4 separate regions of the Mus musculus genome follow, and all the other regions are linked to region 4. Evidence: chromatin contacts called from public HiChIP or PLAC-seq data. All regions are on one chromosome and are shown on one strand. The core of a region is the stretch at or near the end of the contact, and the rest is flanking DNA. Distances in the headings are between cores, read along the strand shown. Region 1 has its middle 140 kb from the start of Pou1f1. Region 2 has its middle 50 kb from the start of Pou1f1. Region 3 has its middle 23 kb from the start of Pou1f1. Region 4 holds the start of 4930453N24Rik (RIKEN cDNA 4930453N24 gene).

Region 1 (3,031 bases), core at 450-2,949, 610 kb before region 4:
TTTTAATTATATCTATTTAAAAAGTTAACATTAACTAACCACAGTAAAATTTAATTCTGTCTTAACATTTAACTCAAAGTGCTTAAGAACTTAATCAAAATATGTTGTACACATTCAGAAGTCTTTAAAGTTAAATTTATGGTTAAAAAATGGTTACCTTGGATTTATATTGTAAACTTACACTGTTTTAGTCTCATATCAAAACATAATTTTAACTATGTCAATTATATGTTGACATCAAAACCAAGCTGCACATTCTTGCCAGATGTTAGAGGTGTCAAACGCTTGTGACTTATGTTCTATTAAAGATGTATTTTAGTTCCTTTAAAGGGAAGGACTCTGAGAATTTCCTGTAAGGTTGAAAGTCAGAGATTCAGGATCAGAGATCTGGATGGCGTTTACACACTGACATTCTAAAACCAAGAACCATGAAGTAGCTTCCTTAGGATTATGCAGGGAAAGAATGGAGATGCTACGCAGAATCGAACTGTTTAGCTTGAAAAACTATCCTTTTGCACACATTTTTTACTGCTGCAAGAACTACTAAGTGAACACAGATCCATTTATGCTCATTCCTTTTCCTTTTTCAGTAGTTTCTTCCTTTTTTAAAAAAATCATCAATATTTTAAAGACAAGAATATTTGGTAATATTCTCCCCATTTTTCCTGTTTGCTAGGCTAAAGCAACTTTAAATAGATTCCTATGAATCCTTTCTCTATCATTGCCTACTGGCATCTAGCCTTACTGAACATGACTGCCTAGGAGAAAACAGATCTTTATTCTCCCCCTTTCCAGATTCTACATCTATATTTCATTTTATTACTATCTCCGACTCTCCAAATGAAAGTTTTGATAGTCCTCTTCTGGCCTTACGTGGGCCAGCAGTATTTGTCCTTGGATCTGGATGCCACAGCACAGTGTTAACACAATAAATTCTCTTAATAAAGAACATTCATACGAAGATGAGATTCCGTCATTTTTGCTTTTCTTAAACAGCACCATTTCCCATCTGTTCTGAGTTTAGAGCCAAAGCCTGCTCAAGATAAATTTAATGTGTGTGGAGATGGATGTGGAGGAGTTCAAAGACCAGCCTGCTGGCTGAGTTGTCAAATAATAGAAACATCCGTAAATTCCTTCTTCTTTTAGCCCACCCTGAGGGGAAACAAATCAGAACAACAATAGCAAACTGTTAGAACTCCACACAGGACACAATAAAGGATGAATAATTCCATTCCAAGATCCCATCTTCTTGTCTTCTACTTTGTATCTCAGAGCAAGATGCAAGAACTAAGCATCCTTTCATTGCTTTCCAAGAAATAGCATCATCCATTTTCCCTAAGACCAGTAAAGATGTATTTGCACATCACTCTTACGCTCCAACTCCTTTAATGGTTATTCTCTAACACTAATTTGTGGGGTTTGTATCACTTTTTTTGTTCAAACCTCTTGAGCAAAATCAGGGGTTCCACTTAAAAGTAAGAATATTGCTCATTTTGCTGCTCTCGCCTCTTATTATGTTCAGGACATAAAATAGAAATTCTAGCACATCCTTCATCAATGGTCTTCTATTTTCCTGGTATGGATTCTCAATGGACACTCCTTCCCCATTGGCAGCAGAGAGATTTTCTCTGTACTATGGCTGCTGGTAAGTCCCAAGAGGGACTTCCAGATGGAGCAGCTTTTCTGAACCGTCCATGCACCAATGAGCCCAGTAAAGGCTCAAAACCTGGGCTGGGAGAGCATCTTTTGTTTGTCCTCTCAAAGCCTGCTTTATCTGTGGTGAATAGATGTTGTGTTTCACTTCCCAAGGAAAAATAACACAACTGCCAATTATGTCATACTGAGATAAACTTAACTAGGTCACAATGCACTGTCTGTTTTAAATATAAATAGATTTGGTTTCAAATATTTTGCCTCACTGAATGCCCATAAGTAAAATCAGTGACTTTTCTTCCATATGATCCGTCCCTGACAGCTGTTGTGTTTGCTCAGCCCCATCGCTTTTTATACCCTGGAAGAACTTATTTGAGATTAGACTTTTTTTTTTTCATTTTGGAGTTAAATTTATTAATTATGACATCTTCCAGAATTTTTTCTCTTTTGATTTTATAGTGCTTATGAAGTTGTTTTTTTCTAGTTTTCTCTGATGTTCTGAAAAACTGTAACGTTCTGTATGGTCAGGTATTCCATTGCCTGTGACCAGTGCTTTAGCAGGGGTCTGGAACCTGAGGACAGACATATTGGAAAGACTAAAGACATTGACCACCTGTTGACTATCAATCCAGTTGCCCAAAATATCTTGAACTATTGTTATTTATACAATCTCAAGCCTACTCACCTGAGCAGTGAAATAATTGGCTATTTTATTTAAAGAATCATAATGTCAGTATACATAAGCCTTATCATTACAAAAGCCCCCTTCCTCCTTTCCCTCTCCCTCTGGGTCAGTCACACAAATACCCTCAACCATACTCTGCAACTAAAATTTAACATTAGTTTCCCCCACCCCCAGTCACAATAGCAGTTCTCTGTCACAATACCTTTTATCACTGCAGGCAGAGACATGTTCATGTACCAAGCAACTTTTCCTGATATGCATCCACTAATTCCTGATTAAGTCTCTGTTGATCAGATACAACTTCCCCATTTTATAGGTCGCTGTTGATCAGACCCAGCTTCCTGAAACAGTTATGTGAGCCAGGACCGTTGTTCTCCACACTGTGACCAGCTTACTCAGTGTGACTGTAGCTGTGCCTCTAGGGACATAAGTATGTTTCCCAAATTACCCAGGATTAACTGTCACATCTGGAGGATGAGTAGGGTTAGAGAGAGGAGAGGAGGGTTTCACTCCTTGAATGAGTCCGAAGAAGAACATAGAATTCATTCACAGGTCTTTGCCAAGTGGGAAGGGGTTTCTATGGGCCTTGCTGTGTGAAGTCACCAGTGAAACACTCATAGGCCTTTCAAATTCAATCAGTTTCCATTTCTCATCTAATCTCAGCAGGCAGCATCTTCGGAGTCAGAGGGCTTT
Region 2 (2,966 bases), core at 107-2,606, 700 kb before region 4:
GTAAAAAATTCTTAAACTTTGAAAACCTGTGAATTCTTTGCTTTATAAATGTACTGATCTTAAAGAGTGGCCTCTTAACATGTATATTGCTTATTTTTTTATGGGTTAATTTTGATTTTCTTTAAAAAAACATGAAATCTAATATAACTTCTAGTTCTTACTCTGCTGTCCATCCTTCTGTTGACACATTTAAATCATTTGTAAATGCATTGATCCCATTTCAGCATTTTATATTAGATATTTCATTTTTATAATTTTATAAATATGCTTTGTAGTGTTTAATCTGGATCCTGATATGAAATCTCAGCAAAACATGGACTCAAGATAGAACCATTTCAAAAGTAAATCCTATTTTTTTTCTCTTCCAAATTATATGAATCTGAGAGACATGAAAAAGATTTCAACATGCCACCTGCTGGATGGTCCCTGGTGATAAATTCTCTTGTTGTTGATACATGGGATTGAAGTCTCACATGTTTTATGCTCTCTCAAATCTGTTGCCTAATTTGTTCATTTGACCTTAAGCCCCAGTGAGGAACCTGGGTGGAATTCTCAGGATTTACTGGACAGTTTACTTGAGTTGTCAGTGAATATGCATCTTAGCCTTAGACAACCTGCAGATAGTTTATCATGTTGATAACCCTCTTTGCCTTCTCTATATCCCATGAAAAGAGGAACAGATTATTCATATTTCTGCCTGGTTATGTCTGTGCCATATGCTCATAATAGTGGCACACTCAGTGCATATGCTGTAATATGTTTTGTGTTGCTTATTTTCCTTTTTAAAAACATTTTATTGAATATTTTATGTATTTACATTTCAAATGTGATCCCCTTTCCCTGTTCTACCTCTGCAACTCCTGTCTCTTACCCCCTCCCCCTACTTCTATGAGGATGCTCCCTCTCCCACCCAATCCCACCTCACCACCCTGGCATTCCCCTACACTGGGGAATTGAGCCTTCACGTGACCAAGGGTTTCCCCTCCTATCGATGCTAGACAATGGTATCCTCTGCTACATATGCAGCTGAATTCATGGTGGTTTTGCTACCTTGAAGACTCCATTTCTCTTGGCTTGGCTCAGACAATTTAATAATTATCTTAAAAATATTTTTCTCAACTGCCTGAACCCATCCAACTTTAATAAATTGCATTATGTTTTCTAGCTTCATAGCAAGTTGTGTATTCTAGCTTCCTTCCTAAAAATCTCTCATACCTGAGCCTTAAAAACATCGACACAAATGTTGGATATAGAAGCCACAAGAGGAGGGAAGGAAACATATGTTTGTGATTAAGAACACAGACTCTGGAGCCTGCGAATTCTATTTCTGTGTTTTACTGGCCCTGCGATGATTACTTAACCTCTCCATGTCATTTTCTGATATATAAAAGCAGAAGTAATGACAATGTATTCCCCATATGATTTAATATTGTTTAAACACTTGAAATTAAACCTGGCTCACAAGAAGTCCTATGACCATGTTACTTAAGATTTTATTATACGCTGAGACACAGTATGATAGTAATAAATAATGAATTCTGAAAGTTAAGAGTCTGACCTAAAGTCTCGGGTATGTTCTTTCTGAACTATGTGCCCTTTAAAACTGGTTAAACTTTCTCTACTGCCAATTTCCTTCTTTGTTTTAGCTAATGGTGAGTAATGAAAAAAATAATATTGTTTGTGAGCATGGTGTGGTAGATGGTGAATGCCAAAAAATATTAATAATTTTGTGATGAATTGGAATTAGAAAAGTTTCAAATGTGTTTTCTATAATTCTGAGAAGGGAAATATGTTGAATTTTATCTCATGAGTGAAGACAGGGTAAAGCTGGAAGACAGATCAAAATAGATATGGATTAAATATTTCTGAGTAGAGATTTCAACTAGGAATTGAACATGCATCTTACAAAAGTGGTCTTATCTAAATTAAAATTGTAGAAACCATCACCATAGTAATGATATTTGCAGCCACAAGAGGAAAAAAAAAAAAAAAACAGTCCTCTGATGATAAAATGGAGGTTGGGTAAGTGGAAGGATTGTTTTGTGTTATCTTGGGGAATTCTGAATTTTGAAGTTAAATTGAGAAGACAGAACCAGAAAATGAGACAGAAAACCTGACGGTAGAGGTACACAAATAGGTAAGCAAGAAAGCCAGGCAGGCGTGGAACCCTAGAGCCTACAGGAGGGCAATTCTTTTGCAGAAAAGAGAAGTGTTATTTGTCAAAAGCTCCTTTGCAGGCAATCTTAATGGGAGCGCAAAAGTTCTCCTTGTGTTTCATCACTTGAAGTTTGACAGCTGGTTTGGGGAGATTGATGGTGATGGAAGTTAATTTGAAAAAGAAAGTAAGGAAGTGGGCATAGTGACTTGGAGCATTTTAGAGTGATTGACTGAGAAAGGAAGCAGACAAATTCAGATTATAACTGGCCAGAAATTATGAACTGAGGCATAAAGCTTTGAACGCAAATTCTGCTACAATATATGTGTAAACTGCTGCATGGCTAAAAACATAACAGTAAAGAAATACAGCATTTCAAAAGCAGAGGAGATTGGCTATGAATAATATGTGGAATAAATTGCCACTGGTGGCTGGGACAGAGATTTCTTTACTAGGAAAGGTAAGATATTGAGTTCAAATACTGTTAGCTTATAGATTTGGAGATGGGTATAAAATCAGACTCGAATTTGCTGGTCTTGGGGTTGCCATCCTACAGTCAAAAACTTTGACCCAGATTTGTTCCTATCTAAAAGAACTGCAGGGACAAAGATGGGGAAGAAACTGAGGGAAAGGAAAGGAAGTCAGTACAGTGACTGTCCCAAATTGGGATCCAGCTCAAGGGGAGGTCTGGGGCCCTGATATTATTACTGATGCTATGGTGTGCTCACAAACAGGAGCCTAGCATAGTTGTCCTCCGAGAGGCCCAACAAGCAGCTGAAAGAGTAAGATGCAGATAACTTACACCCAACCA
Region 3 (3,333 bases), core at 278-2,777, 730 kb before region 4:
CCAATCATATGAGAGAGAAGTTAACCAATCAGATGAGAGAGAAGTTAACCAATCAGATGTAGGCGTGCAAATGAGGTGGTAAGCATAACCCATGCATAACCGATCCGGGTGTGAGACACGCCTCTCCTAGGCCTATATAAGCAGCACCAGTTCTGGGCTTGGGGTCTCTTCGCCTCTGCAATCAAGCTCTCCCAATAAATGTGTGCAGAAGGATCCTGTTGCAACATCATTCTTGCTACCAAGTCAGGTTGCGCGCAAGAGCAGTAGAACATGAATAGCCATCCAGCAGATGAGAGGTAGAGGGTGCCTTGGTTTTTCAAGGCAGAGAAGGAACATCCACCATCAAATATTAAGAATTAGAAAGTAAACATTTCAAGCAATCAAGTTTTAAGAGTGGTCCTTGTACAACTGGGTGAAGGATACAAAAAAGGCTAAGCAGCAATCAGGGACAAAGTTCTATGCATGCTCAGAAAGCTGAATTCATATAAATTTTGCTCAGTGTGCAATTTCAGCTTAGAAGTGTGTCTCTTTTGACATGTCTCTGGTTTTTCTTTTTGTTATTGTTGTTTGTTTGTTTGTTTTTTAATCTCAGGAAAATGCTTCAGCCAAGTATGCCGAAAAAGCATTTGTAGGACTGGCTAAAAGACTGATGGCGTCATTACTTAGAGTTGATCCATGGACCCAAAACTTTCAGTTCTCTGCTCACTAAAATCTGACCAGTCAACTAAGTGAAAAATATCAATTTTCTTTTTTTTTTGCCTTTTTATTAGATATTTTCCTCATTTACATTTCAAATGCTATCCCCAAAGCCCCCTATACCCTGCTCCCCAACCCACCCACTCCCACTTCATGGCCCTGGCATTCCTCTGTACTGGGGCATATGATCTTCGCAAGACCAGGGCCTCTCCTCCCATTGATGGCCAACTAGGCCATCCTCTGCTACATAGGCAACTAGAGACACAGCTCTGGGGTGGGGGTTCATATTGTTGTTCCTCCTATAGGGTTACAGACCCCTTTAGCTCCTTGGGTACTTTCTCTAACTCCTTCATTAGGGGCCCTGTGTTCTATCCAATAGATGACTGTGAAAATATCAATTTTCTAAGGCAGATTTTTTTTGCTTCTCTCCAAATATTGTAACATTAAACCATAGGTTTTATAAAGCACACCAGCACTTCCAGTATGGCTATTTTTATTTTTATTTATTTTAAAAGCAGTTAAAGTTTCTTCAATTGTTTATAGTTTTTCAAGGAGGGAAATAAGTTAGAGAAAATCACTGTTGATTATGGTACATGGTCATTGTTCACCAGTAGACCCAGAATAAGAACATTAAATGAGTTTGGGTTTTATTACTTTAAGAAAACTGAACTGCAGAAAAAAATGTATGCAAAAGAAAATGTCTGCAAGAATAGCCAGAGTCAAAGTCTGTTCAAAGGGCATTTTAAGTTAAGTAAAGTAACCTCTTGCAATCAGAATAGCTTTGTGTCTTTTCTAGTGTCCTGCTTTAATAGTGCATATATCCTGGATCAACATTTATTTCAGTATACCAGCAGGTGGCACTGCCACACACTGAAACCAGAGAAACCATCCTGTTAATGTGACACTGAATTTTCCTCAAAGACAAAGCCAGTTTCAGCTTCGTCACTAAAATCTATAAATAAAAGAAATCAAACCTTAGTTCATGACTCCAGTTACTAATTATATGAGATGTCACAAAATTCAGGCAATTCTTTCTTCGGAAAAAAAAATGAAATCACATAAAAAAAAAGCAACAGAATGTATGGACATTCTTTTTCTAGGACCAATGAGTGAAACCCAGGAGCTGTGAAAAGTTTTACTTGTGTCTGTAACAACCCTTAAAGTACTATTTATTTAGAAGATACCCAGATATATGTTTTGATTAGTAAACAATTATACTCAGAATTAGGCATACATAAGAAATGGTTTAGTGAGCTGGGACGCCACCTGGTTTGGGTTATGAATGCTCCCTCTTCTAAGAATAAAGGTGGCCATCTAGCTTCCTCACCTGCAAGTACTGAACACACTCCTTCTCCGATCAATGCAGGGCTGCCTCACTCCAAGCACTCTGAACAATAGGATAAGTTGCCCCTTCCCCAACAACAATTATACTCGGGCAGTTTCTATTTAAATATACTCAGTGTATCCTGTAGGAAAGAATAGAAGACCCATCATCCTACCTGGACAGATTTTGGGTGCATGCCCAGTCAGGGACACTGAATCCTCCAAGTGAACTTGTAGAGAGAGTCCCTCATGTACCCTCTGATGTCTATGAAACTACGTACAATTGATATGAGGTGCATCGTGGGTAGAGGCATGCTCAGAAGAAAAAAAAAATTACACGAGTCTATCAATTATAATAGAGAACTATCCAAAATTCCACGTTAGTTACTTTCCTGATTCTGTAATAAGAAATAATAACCATGGGTAGTGTATAAAGGTTTACTTTGATTAGGCATCCAGAAGGGAAGTCCACAATGCCACAGGGGGCACAGCAACTTACATCCGGGCAGGAAGCTTAGAGAGCACACCCACAACCTCCAACACAAAGCAGAGAGGGAACTAAAAGTTGGGGGAAGCTATAATCTCTCAACGCCTGCTCCCTGGGACCGTCTTCCTCTAGCAAGGTTGCTCCTCCTCTCAGTGCCACCAGCTAGGGACCAAATGTTCAACTACACGCACCTACTTGAGAAACTGGTCATTCAAACCACCAGGCCTACCTCTCTATTGAACCCATAAAAAGAGACCCCAGACGATTAACTAATATTTCACTAGTGCGGCCTTCACTCATGCAGTGCATTCTGATCTTTTCTATGGCTTTAAAGAATTCTTGCTATACTATAAAACTGTGTGGATATTTATTTAAGTTTCTTGAATGGGAGCTCAGGAATCTGACAGGGCTGACCCCATCCCTGATTATTGGTAACAAGTCCTTCATAAAACTGTTCAGAATGAGAAGCCTTGAATTGTTGGTGAGTTATAACTATTCAGCTCATTCTCAAGAACAACATTTTAATCATCTATTTGATCACGGTGTCTAAACATTGCTTCCATATGCTTTTGTTGAATGTCAGACCTTCTAATCTAAGGAGATAGCAGGAAAAGTGGTTTCCGCTGTAATTATCATGGACCTGACGTTATCTAACAAGATAAATAAGAGACATGTTTAATAATTTAACCCACTGCTCACTGTATCCATTAATATTGGCTCATACTAACTGAATTTCATGGTCATTATTAATGGTTTAATGCTAATATTTATAGACTCAGACCTGCTCGGGGTTGCCTGTTTGATGCTTCTGTCTTAACTATGTATAC
Region 4 (2,884 bases), core at 254-2,753:
ACAGAATGGCCTTCACATTTTTAGATCTGCATGATCCAATCCAGTAGCCACTTGCCACATGTGGATATTAAAACTTTATTCAAATTCACACAAAATTTGAAATTGTTCTTCGGTTTTACTACTATATTTCGAGATCTCAAAATCCAGATGTGGACAGTCGTTAGTATGGGCAATACAACAATATTTTCATCATCTCAGAAACCACCTTGGGCAGGGTTTGAATCAATGGCTCACCTGGGCATGATTTTCCTTCTCAGGGAACGTTTGTTAGCCTGGAGGTATTTTCACTTGTATCAAGTGAGAGAAGGGGCACACTATTCTTTGTGGAAATGTAGGGATGGTGTTAGGCATCCTGCAACCTCTACAGCAATAAATTACCCTGCCCCAAATCTCAATAGTTCTGTATTTAGAAAAAAAAAAAAAAAAACTCTAGAGCCGGGCAATGTGGTGCACGCCTTTAATCCCAGCACACGGGAGGCAGAGGCAGGCGGATTTCTGAGTTTGAGGCCATTCTGGTCTACAAAGTGAGTTCTAGGACCGCCAGGGTTACACAGAGAAACCCTGTCTAGAAAAACCAAAAAAAAAAAAAAAAAAAAAAAGAAAAGAAAAGAAAAAAGAAACAGAAGAAGAAGAAGAAGAAGAAGAAGAAGAAGAAGAAGAAGAAGAAGAAGAAGAAGAAGAAGCAGAAGCAGCAACTCTAATAGAAATCCAGTTTCTCCTTCTAATATTCATAACACAAATCACTTTCCACCCACGGTGTTTCCCCACACCAACCAAATGACTACTAACTGCATTTAGGGGACACCAGCCACTAATTCAAATCTAATGGCAGGCAGGTCCTGCAGCTAGAGGCGTAGTCCCAAGATTGTGTGGCACCCTGCCCCTCCAGCTCCACATTAGATGCAAATCTGAAGTCCCAGGTTGTTTCAAGTATACTTAATGACCAACCAGCTGGCAATTGAGGTTCAACTGAGATTCAATTAATTGGGTTAAATTAATTATCTAGCTATCTCAAAGGCGGAGAAGCAAGTTATAGTCCTTTTAAAACCTAGAGCGTTTCAAAGTGTAGTCTAATCTTTGTAGCTAAAGAATATCAAAGTGATGGCTCCCCTAACTCAGAAGCGGCTAGAAGAGGACAGACCTTCAAAAGTACAGGGGTATGATGGAAGCTCTCTTGGCCTCTCCACCCCTGCCTCCACCATCAGGCACGCGCGCGCATGCGCCGCACTTTAAGTCGCCCCTTCGGAGGCGCTCCCCCCCACCCCCCACCCCCAGGTTCGTTTCTAGCCCAGCCTCGAGTGGAAGGTGGATAGATGCTCAGGACACTTCTTTAAACCGCGAACTGTGGAACTCTACTCCAATAGAGGCCGGAGCCCCAAGTCGGAACCACATTTCCTCGCTGACTTTCTGAGCTAGCACTTCCGCCCAGAGAGGGGCTGGAATCTCCGAGACCCTTCCGGCGCTTGCGAGGGATTGAAAAGGCACTTCCGGTGTCTGTTGCCAAGGCGCCGGCCGGCCCGCGGGCCGTGAGGGCGACACTGGTGGCGTCGTCCTCTGCCCCCCATCCCCGGGGGCGAGATGTCGGGGCTCAGCCACTTAGAGTCGGAGGGCTGCCGAAACCTACTCGGCCTGCTGGACAACGACGAGATCATGGCCCTTTGCGACACCGTCACCAACCGCCTGGTGCAGCCTGTGGACCGCCAAGGTAGGCGCCGGCAGGGGCCTTGTCACCCCCAGGGGTCGGGTCCGGTCGGGTCCGGTCGGGTCCGGTTGTCGCCGAAGCCCAGGGAAGGCCTCCGGGTTGGCGCTGCACAGCTCTGCAGCCTCCCCGCCCGCCGGCCGAGCCGGGTCCCGGCGCGCTGGTGAGTCGGACCGTGGTACCGGCTGGGCAAACTTTTGCGGACATGCGGACCCGGATGAGCACCAGATGAGCCCATTCCCATGATTTTTAAGAGCATCCCAGAGTATGTTTCAGTTTTCAGTTTCGATCTCCACGGAGATCAGTCAGCTCCTGCTGTTTTCTTTCAGCCCGAAGGGAAATAATAAACACTATTTGTCAGTGTCTTAGGTAAATACCCACCGAAACAAATAAAAGGCGGACAGTTTTAATCCACGTATGTCAAGGAATGCTCAGCCTCTTCGTCCTACATTCATTCCTAGTTGGGAAGTAGCAAGACCACAGCTTCTTTTGTTTTTGTTTTTTAAATCAAAAGGTTGTATAAAAGACAAAACGGACATATGTACGTTGCATTTATAAGACATTAAAAATATCCTTACTAAAATACATTAGTGAAACGAATGTTGTTGAAAAGAAAGGGATAGAAAATGACAGACAAAACAAAAAGAAGAACACCCTCAAGCCTCCAAAACAAACCACCAAATTTAGTAGCTATTCTGAAATGGATGGGGAAAAGGTGATAGCGTCTTTAGGGAAGTTGGAAATAGGGGCATCAAAGATACTGTGTGTCTGTGGAATAAGATCTTTGGAAGGTAGATGTAATGAGTGCATTGTCTTTTTCTTTTTCTTTTTTTTAATTCTTGCTATTTTGCAGCAGTAGTCTATTTGAAAGATATTTGGTCTGTGCTTTCAGCCCAACTTTTTAGTTTAAAAACATCTTGATGCTGCTGTTTTTCAGCTTCGATTATCTGTAAAATCAGAAGTTTGACAACATTCCTTGGTATCATATATTGTGATTTTAATCATTTTTTTCAAGGTTTATGGATCTTAGGTATTTGGGGCATAGAAATACATTTTTTTTCTGGGTCAGAAATTTTCTGGGTCACTGTGTAGTCCTGGCTGTCTTTGATTCACTTTGTAGACCAGGCTGGCCTCGAACTCAAGAGATCTGGCTGCTTCTGCTGGGTCTAAGGGTGTGTACCACCA

The links. HiChIP or PLAC-seq counts read pairs in DNA pulled down with a chosen protein or histone mark.
Region 1: an H3K4me3 HiChIP or PLAC-seq map of bone marrow-derived macrophages shows a contact between it and region 4, with 6 times the contacts expected there. The contact joins the enhancer-like site here to the promoter of 4930453N24Rik in region 4. A contact is called at or near these places in 1 of 39 promoter capture datasets (pre-B cells), 4 of 115 datasets of contacts at active chromatin or transcription factors (bone marrow-derived macrophages, large pre-B cells, pro-B cells and 1 more) and 3 of 9 other capture datasets (adipose tissue, embryonic stem cells and macrophages).
Region 2: an H3K4me3 HiChIP or PLAC-seq map of bone marrow-derived macrophages shows a contact between it and region 4, with 4 times the contacts expected there. The contact joins the enhancer-like site here to the promoter of 4930453N24Rik in region 4. A contact is called at or near these places in 12 of 39 promoter capture datasets (the 3T3-L1 cell line, 3T3-L1-derived adipocytes, the C10 cell line and 8 more), 1 of 15 datasets of contacts at CTCF or cohesin (large pre-B cells), 11 of 484 Hi-C or Micro-C datasets (B cells, bone marrow-derived macrophages, cerebellar granule neurons and 7 more), 15 of 115 datasets of contacts at active chromatin or transcription factors (CD8 T cells, the NIH/3T3 cell line, bone marrow-derived macrophages and 11 more) and 4 of 9 other capture datasets (adipose tissue, embryonic stem cells, liver and 1 more).
Region 3: an H3K27ac HiChIP or PLAC-seq map of large pre-B cells shows a contact between it and region 4, with 8 times the contacts expected there. The contact joins the enhancer-like site here to the promoter of 4930453N24Rik in region 4. A contact is called at or near these places in 10 of 39 promoter capture datasets (the 3T3-L1 cell line, 3T3-L1-derived adipocytes, the C10 cell line and 6 more), 1 of 15 datasets of contacts at CTCF or cohesin (large pre-B cells), 8 of 484 Hi-C or Micro-C datasets (LSK cells, bone marrow-derived macrophages, cerebral cortex and 5 more), 14 of 115 datasets of contacts at active chromatin or transcription factors (CD8 T cells, DN3 thymocytes, bone marrow-derived macrophages and 10 more) and 3 of 9 other capture datasets (adipose tissue, liver and pancreatic islet).

What each region holds. Positions count from the first base shown.
Region 1 is chr16:65,378,124-65,381,154 of GRCm38.p6, reverse strand. No RefSeq gene overlaps it. Among named protein-coding and RNA genes, the nearest start is that of Pou1f1, 140 kb to the left of the region's middle. Within about 2 kb of position 1,699, at least 25 of the 459 cell types and tissues checked have an H3K27ac peak or open chromatin away from gene starts, as enhancers often do. A contact at or near this core is called in bone marrow-derived macrophages, pre-B cells and pro-B cells, where this site is marked.
Region 2 is chr16:65,469,216-65,472,181 of GRCm38.p6, reverse strand. No RefSeq gene overlaps it. Among named protein-coding and RNA genes, the nearest start is that of Pou1f1, 50 kb to the left of the region's middle. Within about 2 kb of position 1,356, at least 13 of the 459 cell types and tissues checked have an H3K27ac peak or open chromatin away from gene starts, as enhancers often do. A contact at or near this core is called in bone marrow-derived macrophages, craniofacial prominence, macrophages and 1 more, where this site is marked.
Region 3 is chr16:65,495,460-65,498,792 of GRCm38.p6, reverse strand. No RefSeq gene overlaps it. Among named protein-coding and RNA genes, the nearest start is that of Pou1f1, 23 kb to the left of the region's middle. Within about 2 kb of position 1,527, at least 2 of the 459 cell types and tissues checked have an H3K27ac peak or open chromatin away from gene starts, as enhancers often do.
Region 4 is chr16:64,769,558-64,772,441 of GRCm38.p6, reverse strand. 4930453N24Rik (RIKEN cDNA 4930453N24 gene) reads left to right here and starts at 1,503. Exons shown (of 3, transcript NM_026273.2): 1 at 1,503-1,705. The coding sequence starts at 1,579.